5 separate regions of the Mus musculus genome follow, and regions 1, 3, 4 and 5 are each linked to region 2. A link is a contact called in public promoter capture Hi-C data. All regions are on one chromosome and are shown on one strand. Each heading gives the region's core, a stretch centred on a gene start, on an enhancer-like site or on the middle of the called end of the contact. The rest is flanking DNA. Distances are from core to core; before and after follow the strand shown. Region 1 holds the start of Vgll3 (vestigial like family member 3). Region 2 holds the start of Pros1 (protein S (alpha)). Region 3 overlaps Chmp2b (charged multivesicular body protein 2B). Region 4 holds the start of Epha6 (Eph receptor A6). Region 5 holds the start of Chmp2b (charged multivesicular body protein 2B).

What was found. Promoter capture Hi-C pulls out the DNA fragments that hold promoters and counts their contacts.
Region 1: a contact with region 2 is called in a promoter capture Hi-C map of liver, with 6 times the contacts expected there. The contact joins the promoter of Vgll3 here to the promoter of Pros1 in region 2. A contact is called at or near these places in 8 of 39 promoter capture datasets (the 3T3-L1 cell line, 3T3-L1-derived adipocytes, the C10 cell line and 3 more).
Region 3: a contact with region 2 is called in a promoter capture Hi-C map of hippocampal neurons, with 6 times the contacts expected there. The contact joins the enhancer-like site here to the promoter of Pros1 in region 2. A contact is called at or near these places in 9 of 39 promoter capture datasets (the 3T3-L1 cell line, the C10 cell line, HPC-7-derived erythroid cells and 5 more), 1 of 484 Hi-C or Micro-C datasets (CD4 T cells) and 3 of 115 datasets of contacts at active chromatin or transcription factors (astrocytes, large pre-B cells and stem cell-derived neural progenitor cells).
Region 4: a promoter capture Hi-C map of hippocampal neurons shows a contact between it and region 2, with 6 times the contacts expected there. The contact joins the promoter of Epha6 here to the promoter of Pros1 in region 2. A contact is called at or near these places in 2 of 39 promoter capture datasets (hippocampal neurons and second pharyngeal arch cranial neural crest).
Region 5: a promoter capture Hi-C map of liver shows a contact between it and region 2, with 4 times the contacts expected there. The contact joins the promoter of Chmp2b here to the promoter of Pros1 in region 2. A contact is called at or near these places in 9 of 39 promoter capture datasets (the 3T3-L1 cell line, the C10 cell line, HPC-7-derived erythroid cells and 5 more), 3 of 484 Hi-C or Micro-C datasets (CD4 T cells, cardiomyocytes and hematopoietic stem and progenitor cells), 5 of 115 datasets of contacts at active chromatin or transcription factors (astrocytes, differentiating embryonic stem cells, embryonic forebrain and 2 more) and 1 of 9 other capture datasets (adipose tissue).

What each region holds. Positions count from the first base shown.
Region 1 is chr16:65,813,507-65,816,903 of GRCm38.p6, reverse strand. It overlaps Vgll3 (vestigial like family member 3), which reads right to left and starts at 1,715. Exons shown (of 4, transcript NM_001368760.1): 1 at 1,146-1,715. The coding sequence starts at 1,271.
Region 2 is chr16:62,851,974-62,855,563 of GRCm38.p6, reverse strand. It overlaps Pros1 (protein S (alpha)), which reads right to left and starts at 1,257. Exons shown (of 15, transcript NM_011173.3): 1 at 1,060-1,257. The coding sequence starts at 1,135.
Region 3 is chr16:65,544,613-65,548,201 of GRCm38.p6, reverse strand. It overlaps Chmp2b (charged multivesicular body protein 2B), which reads left to right. Exons shown (of 6, transcript NM_026879.3): 3 at 1,159-1,353; 4 at 2,823-2,925. Among named protein-coding and RNA genes, the nearest start is that of Chmp2b, 16 kb to the left of the region's middle. Within about 2 kb of position 2,286, at least 6 of the 459 cell types and tissues checked have an H3K27ac peak or open chromatin away from gene starts, as enhancers often do.
Region 4 is chr16:60,604,072-60,607,648 of GRCm38.p6, reverse strand. Epha6 (Eph receptor A6) reads left to right here and starts at 2,118. Exons shown (of 18, transcript NM_007938.2): 1 at 2,118-2,785. The coding sequence starts at 2,401. Gm9017 (a long non-coding RNA gene) reads right to left here and starts at 933. Exons shown (of 3, transcript XR_384917.4): 1 at 819-933.
Region 5 is chr16:65,561,432-65,564,694 of GRCm38.p6, reverse strand. Chmp2b (charged multivesicular body protein 2B) reads left to right here and starts at 1,933. Exons shown (of 6, transcript NM_026879.3): 1 at 1,933-2,220. The coding sequence starts at 2,187. It overlaps Gm36457 (predicted gene, 36457), which reads right to left and starts at 1,887. Exons shown (of 2, transcript NR_166048.1): 1 at 1,833-1,887; 2 at 1,176-1,728.

The DNA.
Region 1 (3,397 bases), core at 466-2,965, 3.0 Mb before region 2:
GTTAGCTGAATCTGACAGCCACTAAATCTCATACAGAGTTATAGTCTCTTTCCCAAAGAGTAGCCCTATACTTCTAGAAAAGGGACAGGGGCAAAGGAAAAAATAGAAATTCAAAGATCAGATTGCTCCAAGGGTCAAACCCTGAAGGCCAGAATAAAACATACAGTTCCTAAGAAATGAAAAACAAGTCGAAAATCCTGTTAATCATTATTTTCTAACTATATCTAGCTGTATTTTTAAGTTTCAATGGAATTAGCCTACTCTAATCCCTGATTCAGTATAGCCCCTTGTCACAGGCACGTTTTACTGTTTTTAACATTGCTCTAACTAAATTTTGTTGCACTTGCTGTGTGGCCACAGAGTAATCTCAAGAATTCCTAGTGGCAAGTTCTTCCAGTGTCTACCCTTATCATCTAGTTTCCAGGTCCCTTTTACCAACATTTTCAGTCTCTTGGCTGGGTGGGGCCCAGGCATGCAGATACTCCTGGCTACCTTGGGCTAAGAAACACAAGTCCACTGAAGAACACCAGAAGGCTCTGTGCTTTGTTAGGAATAGAAAGTCAATGAAGAGCCTTTTGAGAATCCCTGTCTAAATCACAGCCGCAGGGAGAAAGGCAATGGATAAATTCTAGGAACACTGAATGTGTCTTACATCCGACCAGTGTTCCACCCTCAAAGTCCCAGTACTGTCCCAGTCCCAGCTCTGTGAGCTCCCTTCTCAGGTACCCTCTGCTACCTCAGTTACATACTTCTGCCACTTACTCCAGAAAACGCTGAAATACTTTACTTGCCCAAGGAAACAAAGTATTTGAGTTAAAAGTTTACTCACACAGTCCTAAGACAGATGCCTTTCGTGAGCTTCAGGGAACTGAGTCCTAAGGACCAGCGAAGCTGGGAGCAAGAGTCTCTGAGTTCAGGTGACACAGCTCAAATAAGCCCCCGGCCAGGTAAAACCTTTCCAAGGATCCCAGCCCTGCCATGCTCAGTTCTGCCCTTCCGGGAGTGTCTTTTTCTTCCTATGGTTCCCAGCAAGTCCTAAAGCATCTTTCACGCCTCGGGACCCGGCGGGGCACGGCATGAGCCTGACACCGATACCCGGTGCCCCTCGTCCCCGCCCCCGGAAGGCTGCCGGGCTGGTGACTCACCTGCTGGCCAGGTTGGGGAGCCGGATGATAGCAGGCTGTAGGGCAGGTTGCAGCTGCCACAGGGTTGGGCAGATACTGGGGCGCTCCATACGGCTGGGGGTGATACATCACCTCCGCACAACTCATGGCAGCGGGGCCAGCGGCGGCCCCGGAGTCGCCGCCGCCGCTCTAAGCGCTGGCGCAAGGGGCGCCACCGCCACCGCCGCCGCAGCTGCTGTCCGCGTCGCTGAACCAGCTGCTACTGCGGCTAAGGCGGGTCCTCGGCGGCCTCGGGCTCCGCGCCGGGAGCGAGCTCGGGAGGGGTTGGCAATCAGCGGCGGCCCATGCGCGGGCACCTTCATTTTCAGCCCCTCCGGGTGCCCCCTCTGCTCGCGCTTATATAGCGACGGGACGACGCTGCAGCCCGCCCCGCGGCAGGAGCATGACAGCGCTGGGCTCAGGCTCAGGCAACCGCATCCGAGACAGGAGCGTACTCCGCAGTACCAGCAGCAGCTGCTACCCAGTCCGGGCTAGGGCCGCTCCAGGAGAGCAGCAGTGCTTTTGCATACACACAATGCACGCCCGGGACTCGTCCTATCACTAGCGCGGGCGGCTGGGCGAGGACCGGGAGGCGGGGGCAGGGTAGCCGGAATGTGGGGAGGCGGGGTGCTTGCCTCCCCAGCTCTCAGGAGCAGTTTATCAGAAAAGTTCCATCAACTCAGGTCCACAGCGGGCGGGTCGCCCAGCAGGGGGACCCTGGGGAGGGCGGCTGCGGATTGGAGCGAAGTTTGCAGCCCTCTCCGCCTCCGGGCCCAGTGATGCTGGTGGGAGGAGATTGGTATGCGAGAGGCTCCGCGCCCTCAAAACTCCAAGGTTCCCCACCCAGTCTCAGTCACCTGGCGGCCTGGACAGAGTTGCCCAAGTTCTGGGAGTTTTTTCAGAGAGCATCAACTCCGATGGTGCTAGAACCCGATTAGAGGAAAGCCAAGTGTAAATAAAGAGAGTTATAAAACAGGCCGGGGGAAAAATATGGGCTTAGTTCCTCCATTAAAAATAGACCAAAGTGAAAGTTAACAGTGCCTTGAAGTGCCCACAGGCTAACAATAGTTGTTTCCTTGCAACATCTTCACTTAAAAGGCACATCTTGGTGGATTGGCATCCTGGCGATGTATATATATCTTTCCTGGCCTTTATAAGCTGGCTTGAATACAGCAAGAGCAAATAATTGGCTACCATTTTAATGTCTTGTTTATATGCATGTAGCTTAAAACCTTCTACAAATTGAAATAAAAAATTGTTTTTAAAAATATAGTTATACTCCAGTGAAATCATCAAATCTAACTCAATCAACCTTTACCTGTCTGACAAACAGAAAATTTTCAGTAAGGACCAAAAGGCCTAGTCTTTTTCAAAAGAAATGTCTCTTTCTTTGTCGAATGCATTAATGTTGCATAGAGTAAATCACACACACACACACACAAACCAAAGATCATACTTTGAAGCCATTATGCCCTCCCACCAGGACCACCTCTGTTTTGGGGAACAGTTCATGTGTGTGGGCATGTCAATATCTCCCCTAACACTCACACCAAGATTGTGTTTGGTATTTTGTTATGCCATAATGGAATTTCTTCACTCATTCATTATTTTTATCAATCAAGTCTTAAAATATGACTATTAAGAGTTTATGTAGGCCCACCAAAAAAAAAAAAAAAAAAAAAAGAAAGAGAGAGAGAGAGAGAGAGTTTATGTAGTTCAGATTTTAAACTGTACTCTTTCTGGTAGAACTTACTTTATGTGATTATAACTCCTTTGTCCCAAGTTGATATAGCCTGGTTAGACCCTTTTCCAGTGATCTATGCTCATGGTTACAGCTTCTCTCCAGGCAGTTCTGCGAGGTACAGTCATAACAACAGCCACCACCCACATTCCAATCTGAACTTTGTCTAATGGTGTCTGTCACAGATAATAAAACTCCACCTCCCAGCTGAACTGGGAATAGCTGGGAAGTTCGCAACCTTCCCTCTCCTCACAGTGCCTGCATCTGGTCTTAACCTTCAGTAAGTATATCCTAAACTCTACACTTCTGCTTACATCTCTTACTGTAAGCCCTAGTTTGTCCAGCTATCTCATTCAGATTCTTGAATGACGCTTATTACTACTTCCCCAGCCCCATAACCAAACATCTTCTAATCCATTCTTCAGGACACCTATTCCAATAATGATCTAGCCTCAGTAAGCCAAACAGAGCCTTGATGCTTTGACTTTTTTTT
Region 2 (3,590 bases), core at 8-2,507:
CCGGCCACCGCCCTGCTGCTGTCGGAAAACATTTGATTGTCCTAATGTACAAGATAGATCATGTGCAAGCATACAGTCACATGCGGCTTTGTTATGGGGGCTTGGCCGTTGAAGTTTTGTAATTGTAACTTGTTTATCTTCAATATAAAACAAATCAGTTATAGTCTGGTCTTTAAGTTAGTTATAATTTTAAGAATACCTGCATCTTCTTATTACTTAATAAAAAATTGAAATTCTAGCAAACGCCTATTTAATTAACCATCCTTGAAAGATTTCTTTGATACTCTTAGTCGCCTAAATGTTATGCAGTTATTTCTCCCATGCCTGTTTCTGGGAATCCAACAGAGCAGAAGAAAGCACTGTTAATTATGAACACATTTAAAGTTTTGAAAACAATTTTGTTGACAGTTACAACGTACCAAACCTGTGTTGCTCTTTATATATCCCTAAGAGAAAACTCAATATGCTCCCTGGAATCTGGGAATGGAAGAAGGGGGAAAAAAATCAAGAAACACGACAATAAGGTGCAAAGAATCCGTGCCACCACCGCAGATCAGTAGCAATCAAAATCCTCAGTACAAAACGATCCTCGCTCCAAGATAATATCCAACAGCAACTTCTTACGCCAAGGTTAGGGAATGATAAGTAAACTCGCAGTGATCCTCAAACAGTTTGTCAATGTGAGACGAGCCAATCAAGTACAAAGTCCAGAAATTGCAAAAGGAAGGTTAACTGTAAGAGAGGGTGCAGGCTGGGATCGGAGGGCACCGAGGGTTGACTTAGTTTTCCTACCAATGTTTAGAACTATGCTCATCCAATTCCTATGACACTTGGTATCACCCAGCTTCTTGCATCAATCCTGTGGACAATGACTCCCAAAGCAAGGCAAGCTTTGATCTCGTCCCACGTTTACTCAGTCCGCCAGATCCAGGCTGCCGCCACTCTCTGAGACGCTGGGGGACTTACTGGAAATTTAGGAAGCAACAAGCTGTCCAGGAGACAATCCTACCAGCCAGGGCATGTAGGGACCAGAGAAGCCTGAAGATATGGATTACTTACAGTTTGTCTCTGAGACAGGGATCACCAGGGCGAGGCAGGCCAGTAGCACCCGAAAGCGTGCGCTCAGGACCCTCATTGCTGAGAGGATGGCCGGGGGTCAGGGCTGGCGCAGCGGGGACCGTGCCTGCGCTAGGGCGGCCGAGGGAAGCTGCGAGCCCGGGCTCTGCTCTCCCAGCTCTGCCGCGGCCCAGCCCGAGCGCGGGCGGGCGGAGCAGCCAGGGGCGGAGGGGACCGCCCGCTCCCAGCCCCCAGCCCGGGAGGGGAAGCGGTGACTGGGACATTTCCTGGAAGCTCTTCGCAGCTGGGGGGCGGGGGTGGGGTGGGGAGGGCCGCGGGAAGGAGGTCGGAGGCCGAGGGAAGCTTATCAGAGAGGTCCTTTGTCACTGTCCCCAGCCCTGCTTTTACTTCGTTTCTTTAGAAAGTTGTTTTCAAAGGGTGAAGTATCTCTCTCTCTCTGTCTCTCTGTCTCTCTGTCTCTCTGTCTCTGTCTCTGTCTCTCTCTCTCTCTCTCTCTCTCTCTGTCTCTGTCTCTCTCTCTCTCTCCTCCCCTGCTCCTACCTTCTCTAGCATCCCTTCCCCATTCCTCCTCCACCCAGCTTCCCTTCTCCCCACCCCACCCCATTTCTTTCCAACTCCAGAGACTGCCAGCCAGTCAGGATGTCAACTTAAACTGAAGCCAACTTGGACTTTAGGAAGAAGGGTACTCAAAACCAAAGTAGTGGGAGGAAAGAAAATCGAAAGGTTTGATCACCCACAGAGTATTTCCTCAGAACAGCTTGTTTTGGTGTTAGCATTACCCTTTTGGTTTTTGTCAGGCATACACGTGTAAATCAGGCTTTCCCTGCTACTTGAAACTAAACTGCCTGGGTTGAAAACATAGAACTTGCTCTTAACACTGTTTTATAACTTTAAGAAAAGAGCTTACACTTTTAAGTCCTAGTCATATCATCTGTAACAGAGATAAGAGGTTTTCATCGTGTTGACATGAGACTCTATAGATGCTATCGATATGAAACATTAAGTCCATGCCAACTAGTAGAACTCAACGCACATAGAGTATATTAATCCTTTTTTGTCCAATTAAAACATAGATTGATTTTTTTGAATGTGTGTGAACGAAACTTACTAGGCAGAATCATATTTTAAGGGTCATTTTTCCTCTCTCTCTCTCTCTCTTTCTCTCTCTCTCTTTCCTTTGTTATTTAGTGATCCAGTGGGGATGCAAGATGACTAAGATGGGAGTCAATATTTTTTCTGATAAAATGTTTTGGGAAATTTCCATTCATTGAGGAGGAGGAAGGAAAACTTTTGTACTATACCCGTCTATGCTCTATGCCATGCTAAATTAATGTATGATAGACTAAGAGGACAAAATGGGGCTGGAGAGTTCACTCAGCTGTTAAGAGCACTGGCTGCTTGTGCTGCCTGCTTGCTCCTCCAGGGGTCTTGAATTCAATTCCCAGCAACCACAGGTTGGCTCACAACTGTCTGTAATGAGATCTGATGCCCTCTTCTGGTATGTGTCTGAAGACAGCTACAGTGTACTCATGTAAATAAAAATAAATAATTTTAAAAAAAGAGGAGAAAATAATATTCAATCACATACATATACAGGAGAATTTCACAAATTCATGAGATCCAATGAGGTGGCCAGATGACTGAGACATATGGCAACTTAAGTTGAGGAAAAGGACTTTGAGGCTTACAGCCAAGGAGTTGAATGCGGGGAGAAGAAAAGTCAGGAAGAGACAATGAGTAGAACTGCATGGTCAAAAGGGGTTGCTTGCCTTATTGTCTCTCTGGCAACAACAATTGTTCTGGGTTTGTTCTTTCTAGTATGGTAGGAATCATACTAACTGGGCTGGTGAGATGGCTCAGCAGGTAAGAACACTGACTGCTCTTCCAAAGGTCATGAGTTCAAATCCCAGCAACCATATGGTGGCTCACAACCATCCCTAACGTGATCTGACTCCCTTTTCTGGAGTGTCTGAAGTCAGCTACAGCATACTTACATATAATAAATAAATAAATCAAAAGAAAAGGAATTGTACTAACTAAAAAGAAATGCTATAAGTATAAATTTCTGTTGTAGCTTGGATTTTTTAAAAATTACTTTAAAAACATTTACTTATTTTAATGCATGTGAGCTTTACCTGTGGGTATGTGAAGGCGGATGTACCACCACAAAGAAGCCAGTTGAGGTCCCCTGGAACAGGAGTTCCAGATGTGTTTTGAGCCACAGTGTGAGTACTGGGAACCAAACTCAGGTCCTCTGGAAGAACAACTACTCAAACCCCAAACCTCTTTCCAGCTCCTGAAGCTCCAATCTTAGCTGCTTCTGAAAGGTTCCTGTGTTAAGGGCTTTGTCACCAGCCTGTCGTAAAAACACCAGGACTTGGGACCCAATGAAAGGTCACTGAGGGTGTGTTGTTGCCTCCCCCCACACACCAATCTGTGTGTGCCTGTTTGTCCTGTCTCTCTCCTTAGTAGCCAAGTAACCAATAACTGTAAGCTAAGCAACCAGTATAGCC
Region 3 (3,589 bases), core at 1,037-3,536, 2.7 Mb before region 2:
TCCACCCACTGGTCACTGGTTCCCAGATCAGCTGCTGCAGCGCTTGCCGACAATTAAACCACCTTTTGCTTTAACAATGGGACTGTTCAAAAGATGCTGCTGAGAGTTTCGATGTAGCAGAGGAAAGCTATGCATTCCTCTCCTTAACGGGAGGCAAAAGTTTATCTTAGTTATGTATATATAGAAAAAATTAAACATAGTACAGTAATGGTTTAGCTTTGCAGCTTCAGGCATCCTGGGATCTTGCCACATCACTATGGATGAGAGAAAGCAACTGTGCTTGTTTGAGTGTTTCTCCCTTCAGTGTTGGCAGCTGTGATTAACATATTTTGAAACACATGTACGCTCATATGTACAAACTTAGGAGTTACCTGACAGCTTAGCTTTAGTACTGGTGTTCTGAGATGATCCTCTTTACTTCAGTCAGTAGCCCTTGTTCTTACATTTATTTGCTCTGGTATTAGTGTAGCCATTCCAGATACATTTGGTAAATATATAATGTATTTTCTACTTTTTACATCTTTCTCTTGTGTTTAAGTTTGTTTTTTTGAAATAGCATATAATTACGTTTGCTCTTTTTTTTTTGTTTGGGTTTTTTGTTTTGTTTTTTTGGTTTTTGTTTTTTGTTTTTTTTGGTTTGTTTGGCTTGGTTTGGTTTGGTTTTGGTTTTTCAAGACAGGGTTTCTCTGTATAGCTCTGGCTCTCCTGGAACTCACTTTGTAGACCAGGCTGGCCTCGAACTCAGAAATCCACCTGCCTCTGCTGGGATTAAAGGCGTGTGCTACCCTGCCCGGTACGTTTGCTCTTATATGTTCCAACAGTTTCCTTTTAATTAGGGTGTAACGTGGAATGTTTCAATGCAGCTATCTGCATTATTAATTAACCTTGCTACCTCAGTCCTTATTGTCTTTGTCGTACTGTTTTTCTTACCTATTTTAAAATTTTCACTTCATATTTTCCTCTGGACTATACACATGTACTGTTTTGTAGCCTTACTTTCTTTTCTAGGATGAGGTACCAGGGCCCCCATGTGATCGTTTGGAGCCGCTGGAGTTACCCTTCTTCCCAGGGACGTTGTGCCTACTAGATATATGTTTCCAGATACTCTCTGATGACTGCCCCTTGATTTTATTTCCTTATCTTCTTTCCTCTTCTTAGGAGTTAGAAATTAAGAAGATGGCCAAGATTGGTAATAAGGAAGCGTGCAGGGTTTTAGCTAAGCAGCTTGTCCACCTACGGAAACAGAAGACAAGAACGTTCGCTGTAAGCTCAAAAGTCACCTCTATGTCCACACAAACGAAAGTGATGAATTCCCAGATGAAGATGGCCGGTGCCATGTCTACCACTGCAAAGGTAACTGGGAGATTTGGTGTCTGTTTTTCGAGGATATGTTAATATTAATATTCAAACCAGATTTTAATGCACTTTCTTGTACATTTGGGGTATAAAAAATCTTAGCTATAAATAAAGTGAGTTTAGACAATCCAAGTAATTGTGCATCTAGCTTAGTGATTGGGGTGTTAAAAGGACATTCCCATTTTTCCAAGCTCACATGTAGCTTCAAAGTTTATCTGGAATTGACATAGAATCGTGTTTTCAGTTGTTTGGGGTTTTTGTTTTTTTTCAATAAATTGTCAGAAAAGTTGGTGGTTTCTTTTTTCTATTATTTCTGACAAGTTTTGAATAACAATTTTCTCTTGATTCACTTGTAAATGTTGTTGAGAACCACACGAAACTTTTGCATTTCAAGAACTGAAGAACTTATATTTATATGTGTGTATGTGTAAGTGTATAATTATATGTATATACACACACCACACTATATATGTATATATAGTGTAATGTGTGTATGTATCTATAATTATATGTATATACATACATACATACACACACTGTGTGTGCACACGTGTGCATGTATACAATCAAAGCTTTAACTGTTAGTGTTTCATGGACTGAGCATTTCAGTTATTGATGAAAGTACTCAAAAGCAAGTATTTTGGTCTCCTCTGTAGTCTTACAGACAGACAGAGCTAAATATCTGACTAATTTGGGAACAAGGTCATATGAAGCTCACATATGTAGACTATTAACTTTACACAAGTGTTTAGGCAAACAATGACTTTGCTGTTTTCTGTAAATACTAGGCTTGAAATGAAATCTAATGCACTTTTGCCATGTATGTGTATCTGAATTGGAAGTCTTAATTAAGTGTCTTAAGAATGTATTATTTGGTCAGCAAGTATTTCTTTATATACTCAAGTAGTTCAGCTGAAATGGCTAAGCCAGGACTTAACCTGCATGGATTTTTAAGAGTCTCTTTGAGAGGCAGCTCATAGGAGATGTAGTGTGTGCAGAACTCTAAAACTTTGCTTACACTCAAATAACATTTCACAGAATAGTGTGACTTTGTGCAAGTTATTGCACCTTCTGTGACTCTGTTTTTCATGTTTAGTAGGAGGGAAAAGGAAGGAACCAACACATAAAATTCTTGTGTTTAAATGTCATGTAACTTTAATTTCAGCATATGCAAGTTGCTTAGAACAGAGAGGAACACTCATAAGGGACTAGTGTATGTAACGGTTCTATCTCAGGGTCAGTATACACATTTAAAGAGATAAAAGTCAGCCTGCCAATAGAGCTGTACTGGGGAATGAGGCTGTCTTGCTAAACAGATTTCAGTTGTTAGGTCCCATATACAAGGTTTTGGAGTGGACTTAACACTAGGTTAGTGGAAACTGTATTTGACGTGCTGCCTTCAGATTTACTCTATAGAACAGCTTTCATAATTGGGTTGCTAACATGGTTCTTTTCATTTCTAAAAGACAATGCAAGCAGTCAACAAGAAAATGGATCCACAGAAGACACTACAAACAATGCAGAATTTCCAGAAGGAAAACATGAAAATGGAAATGACTGAAGAAATGAGTAAGTTTAAGAAATGTATAGTGTTCCCCTCTTTGAATTTAACCAAGTTTGGGTCCTAGCAGTCCCATGTTCCGGCCACAGGCACACATACCGTGAAGACAGAAGTGACACCAGTGAGAACTATATTCATGTCAAGACTCAAAATTCTGTCAGTGTTTTAACCGCAGGGAACATATAAAGTATGTTCCGCTGATAACCCACAGAGCCAACGGCAGCATGCACAGGGCTCACCCAGGTCCAAGCCAGATGGGGTCCCACTACTGAGCAGGGAAGTGGACAAGCTCTCCCATGACCAGCTAAGAAGATGTCTGCAGCTGACCTCCGCCTGCAGGGGAAAAGAGTTTTCTCTAACGGAGTCTCTGCCTTACAAACTACACTTAAGGACAGGCCACAAGCTTGACTGTGGAAGAAATTCAAAACAGCGCTAAGAGCGGAGGGGTTTGTTTCATAACGCATTGTCTGGGCTTGTTTTGGTTTGTTGTTATTGTTGTTGTTAATCTTGCTTATTTATAATAGCTTCCAACTTGTGTTTTTATGTGTTTTGTGTTTGTATATGTGTGTCTGTGTGTGTGTCTCTCTGTGTGTGATTCTCTGTGATTCTCAAGCTTTTTCCTTGTTCTTTTATCCTCTCACCCTCTGTTGATTAGTTTGTTGGGTTCTATTT
Region 4 (3,577 bases), core at 869-3,368, 2.2 Mb after region 2:
CACCTTTGTTTTTCTTCTTTTCCTTTCTTCGTTTTCTTTTCATTAGAATCACTCCCATTTAATATGATTTTTAGAAAAGCTTCTTACAGTTCAATTGTTTATAACCAACTCTTTCAAATTTACCATTCAAATAAAACACGAAAGCTTGAGTTTAGATGTTCATTTATAAATGTGATACTGATATTATGTTCATTTTTCCACTGAGCAAATGTACAAAAGAATTATGATTTATCATCAGTCCACCAACATATTCGTTATACACTCTGAAATCATTAGATAGGCAGAATGCCAGGTGCTGCACTCATGTAGAGTTTTACCTTACACCTGAGTGAGTAAACTAAATTGAATTTACAAGCACCTATGTCATTAGTTAGTATCAGTAACACTGGAAATATGAGTAGTGAAATCAGATTACCCTACTGTAAACACGAGTATAGGAACTCCATCTTTGTAGGTGTGATTTGCACGCATTTAAATTGGCATGGACATCTTTGAAAACAAGCTGTGTATGAATTCATAATGAGCGTGAGAGTAGCCACCAATCAGAAAGTGTCATTACCCTGTGGTTCCCACTTGCACGTTTCATTACTCTTTTGGATTCTGAGCTTTCCTTGCTCCTCTCTCTTTCCTTCTGATTGACTGTAAGGCATGGACTGAAATCCTTAAACTAGGATCCGAGCCACAAACAGCACTGAGCAGCGCGGAAATCCGAGGAAACCCTGCTTTCATTTCCAGCATTCCTGGTAAAACGTTGACCCTAGACCTACAACATTTAAGGTTCCTGTCACAACTATTCCCGACCTGAACCCTCCACCCACCTGAAAATTATCCTCTGAAATTCGCTTCACTTTTCTCCAGCGTCATCAAAAACCCTTCCTAGTGCTATTGAAGAAAGAAAAAGAAAAAGAAAAAAAAGCCTTACTCAGGCTTGATAATCTGCTCCTCTTCAATAAAGAAAACGATAATAATGTTAACAAATACACTACAGAAAATCCAACGCCAGTGATAAGCGCCTTAACAAACATTGTAAGTTTAACCTGAAAGCATCCTTCAGCTTTTTCCGCAGGTTTAGCCTGCTCTTCCACCTGCGAGCAGTGGAGGAATTTTTGTTGTCTACTAACCCCCTCTAGCGCCGAATTGGCTGCACCCGAGCCACAGCTGCTGTCAGACGGGAGATCGCTCGGCTCCACCGAGCTCAGCAGAGCTCTAGGGCCCTGCCCTCCACGCACCCCTCTCGGCCGGCAGCAGGGCGACAGCTTGGAGACTGCAGGTGGCAACACCACTTCCCATCAGCTAGTCCCGTGCCTCGGCCCAGGGCGGGGTCCCACCAAGTAAGTAGCCAGTGAACCGGCTTAGGAGAGCCCGGACCTGGGAGACAGGGTATTGAGAAGGGGCATCCGGAGCAAGGAGAGCGCACCGGCCCCCGCGGGCTGCCTTGGACTTGACCACGCACTGCTCAGACCTTGGGCTGCTCCCAGCTTCTAGCCCGACGCCACCGCGGAAAGGCAGACTTATCCAGGCCCCTGGAAGCCCCGCACCAAAGCTGCTATGAAGATGCTAATGACCTCCATGGCGAAGTCACCACCTTATGCGGAATGCTAAGACTTGGGGAAGCCAAGGCGCCAGGCACCAGTAGACTTCCAGCGCTCAGTGACTCCTCTCTGTAGCCTCTTCTCTCCCTATGCTTTCCAAGGACTCAGAACGGGAGAGGTGGCCACAAACCTCGGTGGCCAAGTTTGGGAGGCTAGCACTCAGACACGTCAGGGCTGACCACTACCTTCGCCAAGCTGTGCCCCGGGGCCAGGAGCGCTGACCTGCAACCCTCACCCTTTCTGGTAGCAGAAATGTCTCCAAGGGAAAGGTGGTGTCCAGAGCTGAGAGCACATCGTTACATGGGGGAGGGGGGACGCAAGTGCTTGGGGGACTAAGGTAGCTTCCGTGATACCCAATAAACAGCTGCTACGGCCGAGGGGGGCGGCGCAGATGCCGCCGAGTCGGTGGTCACGAGGCGACACTCAGCCCAGGCTACTCAGTCAAGAGGCTGAGTGCTCAGTCCGCCCCTCCCAGGGACCACTTGAGATCCCGCTGAGCCTCAGTCGCTGGGTTTCCCAGACACCAGACACATGAAAGTTCTGGATGCCCAGACTACCCTTACTATCTGCTGTGCCTCCTCTGCTCTGGGGTCTGTAAGTGCCCACTTGGATGCAGAGAGCACTTGGGTCCCCAGAACTGCACCTTCACTACCCGTCCAAACGTCCCTACCCATCCCCAGTACCGGCCTAGAGCCACCCTCCCCCGTCCACCATCCCCTCCCCCAAACTAGAGCCTGAGCTCGCTCTTGCGCGCGCGCTCTCCTGGGCCCAAGTGAATAGTCCTCGCTCGAGCGGGACACGGTGGTGGATGCAATTCCCCTCGCCTCCAGCCGCCAGGAGCTCCCCGGCGGCGCAGGCAGCATCGTCCCCGCAAGCAGCTGCTCCAGCACCTGGGCAGCCTGGACCCTCGTGCCCTGCGCACCGGGCCTCGCGCGGGGGGCGCCCCGGGACTTCCCCTGCGGACCGGGTGGAGGAGGAAGAGGAGGAGGAGGAAGAAGAAGAGAGCTTGGTTCAGGACCCCCACGCTACTAGGAACACCTGGCTGCGCTGCTGCCACTTCTTTTTAAGGAGGAGAAGAGAACCAACCAGAGCCATGGGGGGCTGCGAAGTCCGGGAATTTCTTTTGCAATTTGGTTTCTTCTTGCCCCTGCTAACGGCTTGGACCGGCGACTGCAGTCACGTCTCCAACCAAGGTAAGGGACAAACAGAAGGGTTGGAGGAGGGTGCCCCGAGTACACTTGTCCACTACTGCAGGTAACTTTGTCCCTGGGTCAGCTCCTCTGGACTTGCCACACTCTGAGTTCCAGGGAGCCCTGATTAGACCACCCGGGTCCAGCGGGCCCCTGGGGCTTTGATCTCTTCAGTCTCTTGAATTCTTTCTGAAGCTCAGACATCCTCAGCACTTGGGTTCCTTCCTGGCAGTTGCCTGATTGCTCCCACTTGCGCAGTCTCCACTGGAGGTCAAGCTTCATGGCACAGACCTAACTGCTTCATGGAGATCTTTCACTAAATGGCAACGTGTGGATTCTCTTCCACAGCAGATTACAAAAAAAAGGTCATGACTTTTTTCTATACACCTGTAACCAATGATCAGCCTGTTTTCCTCCAGTAACTATGGGTCGACCTTACCCTATCTTAGTTTCTGAACTCTACCATTTACTTCGTGAAAATATCCATAGAACAGATGCTCACGGATCGCTGTTAGTGCTTCTCTCTTCTGAAAGAACTGGGCAAACAAGTGTTAAATCTGAAATTCCAAGTTATGAATAATCGATTCATAAAGTCTAGTTGCTGTCCAATTTTTAGAGGACTTTATCAGTGGATAGTGGAAAGAGGAAGGCAAACATTGTGTGAGGGAAAAAAATGATGAGAAGCATGTAAAATATTTGAATATTTTCTTTACTTCCACTCAGTCTTCCATGAGATGTATCTATTTTGATCCCTGCTATGCATGTTTAAAGATATAGAAAACATTACCTGCATGT
Region 5 (3,263 bases), core at 684-3,183, 2.7 Mb before region 2:
AGAATGGATGCCAGCCAGACTGAGACGTATCAAGTGGATATCAGACGGTTTCAAACTATGGGAGCAGCAAGCTGTTAGAGTGCTGAGCTTCGGTTGTACATATTTCTATTTTATCTTTATTGTAATGAGCAAGCCCTGTCTTTAACTCCCGCTGTGCACTTTTGCAGGGTCTTCCATATGGTTGCTGCTAAGTGCTTGGCATTTTCCCAACTGTTACAATTGGGTCAGTGGGGGGGATCGCTTAGGAGTAATAAAACAAGGGTGACTGCGGCAGGGAGGAGGGAGAGCCCTATGCACTGGCAGCTTATTGCCTCTCATGCATCGCAAGCACGGCTCTATGACATTCATTACTTTGGGCAGCTAGGGCAAGCTTTGTTGTTGTTGTTGTTGTTGTTGTTATGATTTTTCCATGAAAAAAAAGCCACACCCTGGCTACAGTTCCTGTCTCCCCCACTATAATTCTAATCTTGTTTACTTCACCTCCTAAAAGTGACTAAATAACTTGAGGGAGATAACTGTACCTTGCTTACTCTTGCTGTTCTCAAAAAGTTTTATTAACAAACTCTTGGCTAAGTTTCACTAATAGTAGCTGTAGCAGCAGGGTTATCAGTGTTCTCATGGGTTTTGATATCTTATGAGGTTAAAAAAAAAGCAAATCTAATGATCGATCCCCAAAGCTTAAACATTCTTGAAAAACATTATTATGATCCTAAAATGAATCATAGTAACGTTTTAGAGTGACCCTGGCATTTGAAGTCATATCTATGAAAAAAATGCTATTACTACTCCTACTATTAAGTACTAATAATTGAACCAGGGCCAGACATATAATCATAAGTTCTACCATTGAATAACACATCTCGGGGTTCAGCAATTTTGGTATCTTTGTTTTTGTAGTAGTTGTTTCGAGACTGGGTTTGTCTGTGTAGCCTTGACTATTCTGGAACTCTCTATGTAGATCAGTCTGGCCTCGAACTCACAGCGATCTGCCTACCTTTTTTGCCTTCAAAGTGCTGGGATTAAATGCTCCCCCTGCCTGTCACTGTTTTGCTTTGTAATCCCATGAAAGGCATTGCTGCTAAACAGGGGATTCGCAGGGGAATATGTTCAAGACATAATTATGATTGTAAATAGAAATAATACATTAATCAGGAAGATGTATACATAGTCATGAATGATTATGATTTCCATATTTATTTTATACAGTCAAGAACTTAAATGACTGTCCTTTTTACAGGGTATGGAGACTTTTGGTATTAAATATCAACCAAGTGCTATGTAGCAATTTCATAGATTCACTGTGCAGCCATTTTTTGGTGTGTGACTGTGTGTCTTTTCCTCCGCATTTATGTGACACCTAAACAAGTTGGGTTCTAAGCAAGAACACAAGTATCAGCAGCCTTTCTTGTTCCAAGTCAGGAGCATTAAACAATAGTGTGGCATTAGAATTCGCTTGTCACTCCTCTCCTGGACAATCTCTGAACCCCAGATCCCCAGGGACAGAAGCAGGCTGGTGGAAACACCAGAAACCGGGTGGTAGGTGAAGATGGGTCCCGCAAGAGGCAGCCAGGAGTCAGGTAGCATCAGGGCAGTCTGGGAAGATCACCTGGGACAAGCCTAGCAGGGCATCCCCTAAGGCCTTTGCATTGATCGCTTGGGAGTCCTACTGTCAATCAGTCTCAGGTCCGCAGTCCACCACACATCCCCAGGATCCCTAATTCCAACAACCTGGAACAACAAGGAAGGCGTGGATCAGGTTTCACTCTTGCCCGAGGTCAGCACAGAAACCAAGCGAGCATCTTGCAGACTCACGCGCCGCCAGCCTTGCCAACCTAGGTCCGGACGGGTCGCAACGGAAAGCAGGGAAGAGCGGGCAGCCTTTGAAGTGAGGGCACCGCTGCGGCTTCAGAGGCGCAGTGCGCAGGCGTGCTCGCAGACTGCGCACGCGCCGCCTAGAAGTGACTTCTCCAAAAAAGTGTCTTAGTTCCCGGTCACCTGAGCACCCAGGACGCGTTCTCGGGAGCCTCGCGGAGCCACGCCCGCCGCAGGTCGAGCTTGGAGACCCCGTCCTCCTCCTCCCGCCGCTGCCAGGCTTCTCCGGGATCCGTCCTTCTACCGGTCCTGTTCCCAGAACCGGGCCGGACCGAACCGGGCCGAGCTGGGCCGCCCGGGCGCGGCCGCTCACCATGGCCTCCCTCTTCAAGAAGAAGACTGTGGACGGTGAGTTCGGGGCCAGGCTCACCCGCCCGGGGTCTCTGGGGAGCTCCGGCCTCGGATCGGGTGCTGTCCCCCGAGGTGGGCCCGTGTCGGAGGCCCCACAGGTGACCATGGCTGCGTGACTCCGGCTCCACTGGCTTACCTGGCCGGCTCGCCCTCCTGACTGCCCTCACCCCACCCTCGTTTTTCTCCCCCCACCCTCGCCCGCCCCACTCCGGAGAGGATTTCTGAGCTTTCTAGGGAGGCAGACCAGTGCTGGCTCTCGGGTGTCATTAGACTTGGCGAGTTGATGAATTTCATGGTAGTTTTTTTCCCTGCTCGTTGGCTGCTCCTTCCGTGAAGACGCCGCACTTCCTGACATCCGAAAGGGATGTGTGTTTACTAGGGGACAAGGCAGGAGGTCACAGCGGGCCCACTTAGGAAATAAACTTGGGGCCAGGCTGGCTGTATTTTTACAAACACCTAGCGTTACACGTAAGAAAGACTCCAGCAGAAAAACCTAAGCCCAAGGGAAGGGTCCCGGTATAGTTTTTGCATAGTGCAGATTTTTCCTTTATGGTTATCTTCTGTCAACGAAAGTGAGGGTGGTGTAATTTTCATAGAAGTTCGCGTTTTTAAAAACACATTGTTTCAGGTGGCTTAGTGCCATCTTGTGATGAGGGAAATACTGGACGTATTGGAATGTACAAGTTTGGTAGCATTCACAGGCTGTGCTGTAGTGTGTATGTTATACGCGGCTGTCCCAGGTATTACATTCCCACCAAGTAATCTAAAAATTGCTTTTCATTGCATGTCGAGCCCAGGTTGCTGTTGCTTCAGCCAAATAATCATTCCTTTGTAAGGAAGGGTCTAGCCCAGCCACACAAGGAGCAGGGGCAGCTAGACTGTGATTGGTACAAACCCAGAGCTCAGCCCTGAGTTGGGGTAACTCCTTCATTTCTTTGTGTTCACTGTTCTAGTGCCAGATTTGGGGGGAGGATAACAAAGACACCATCTCTACCCTGCTACATGGCCTTTCATTTCCACACAGGATGCCATTTTATCCC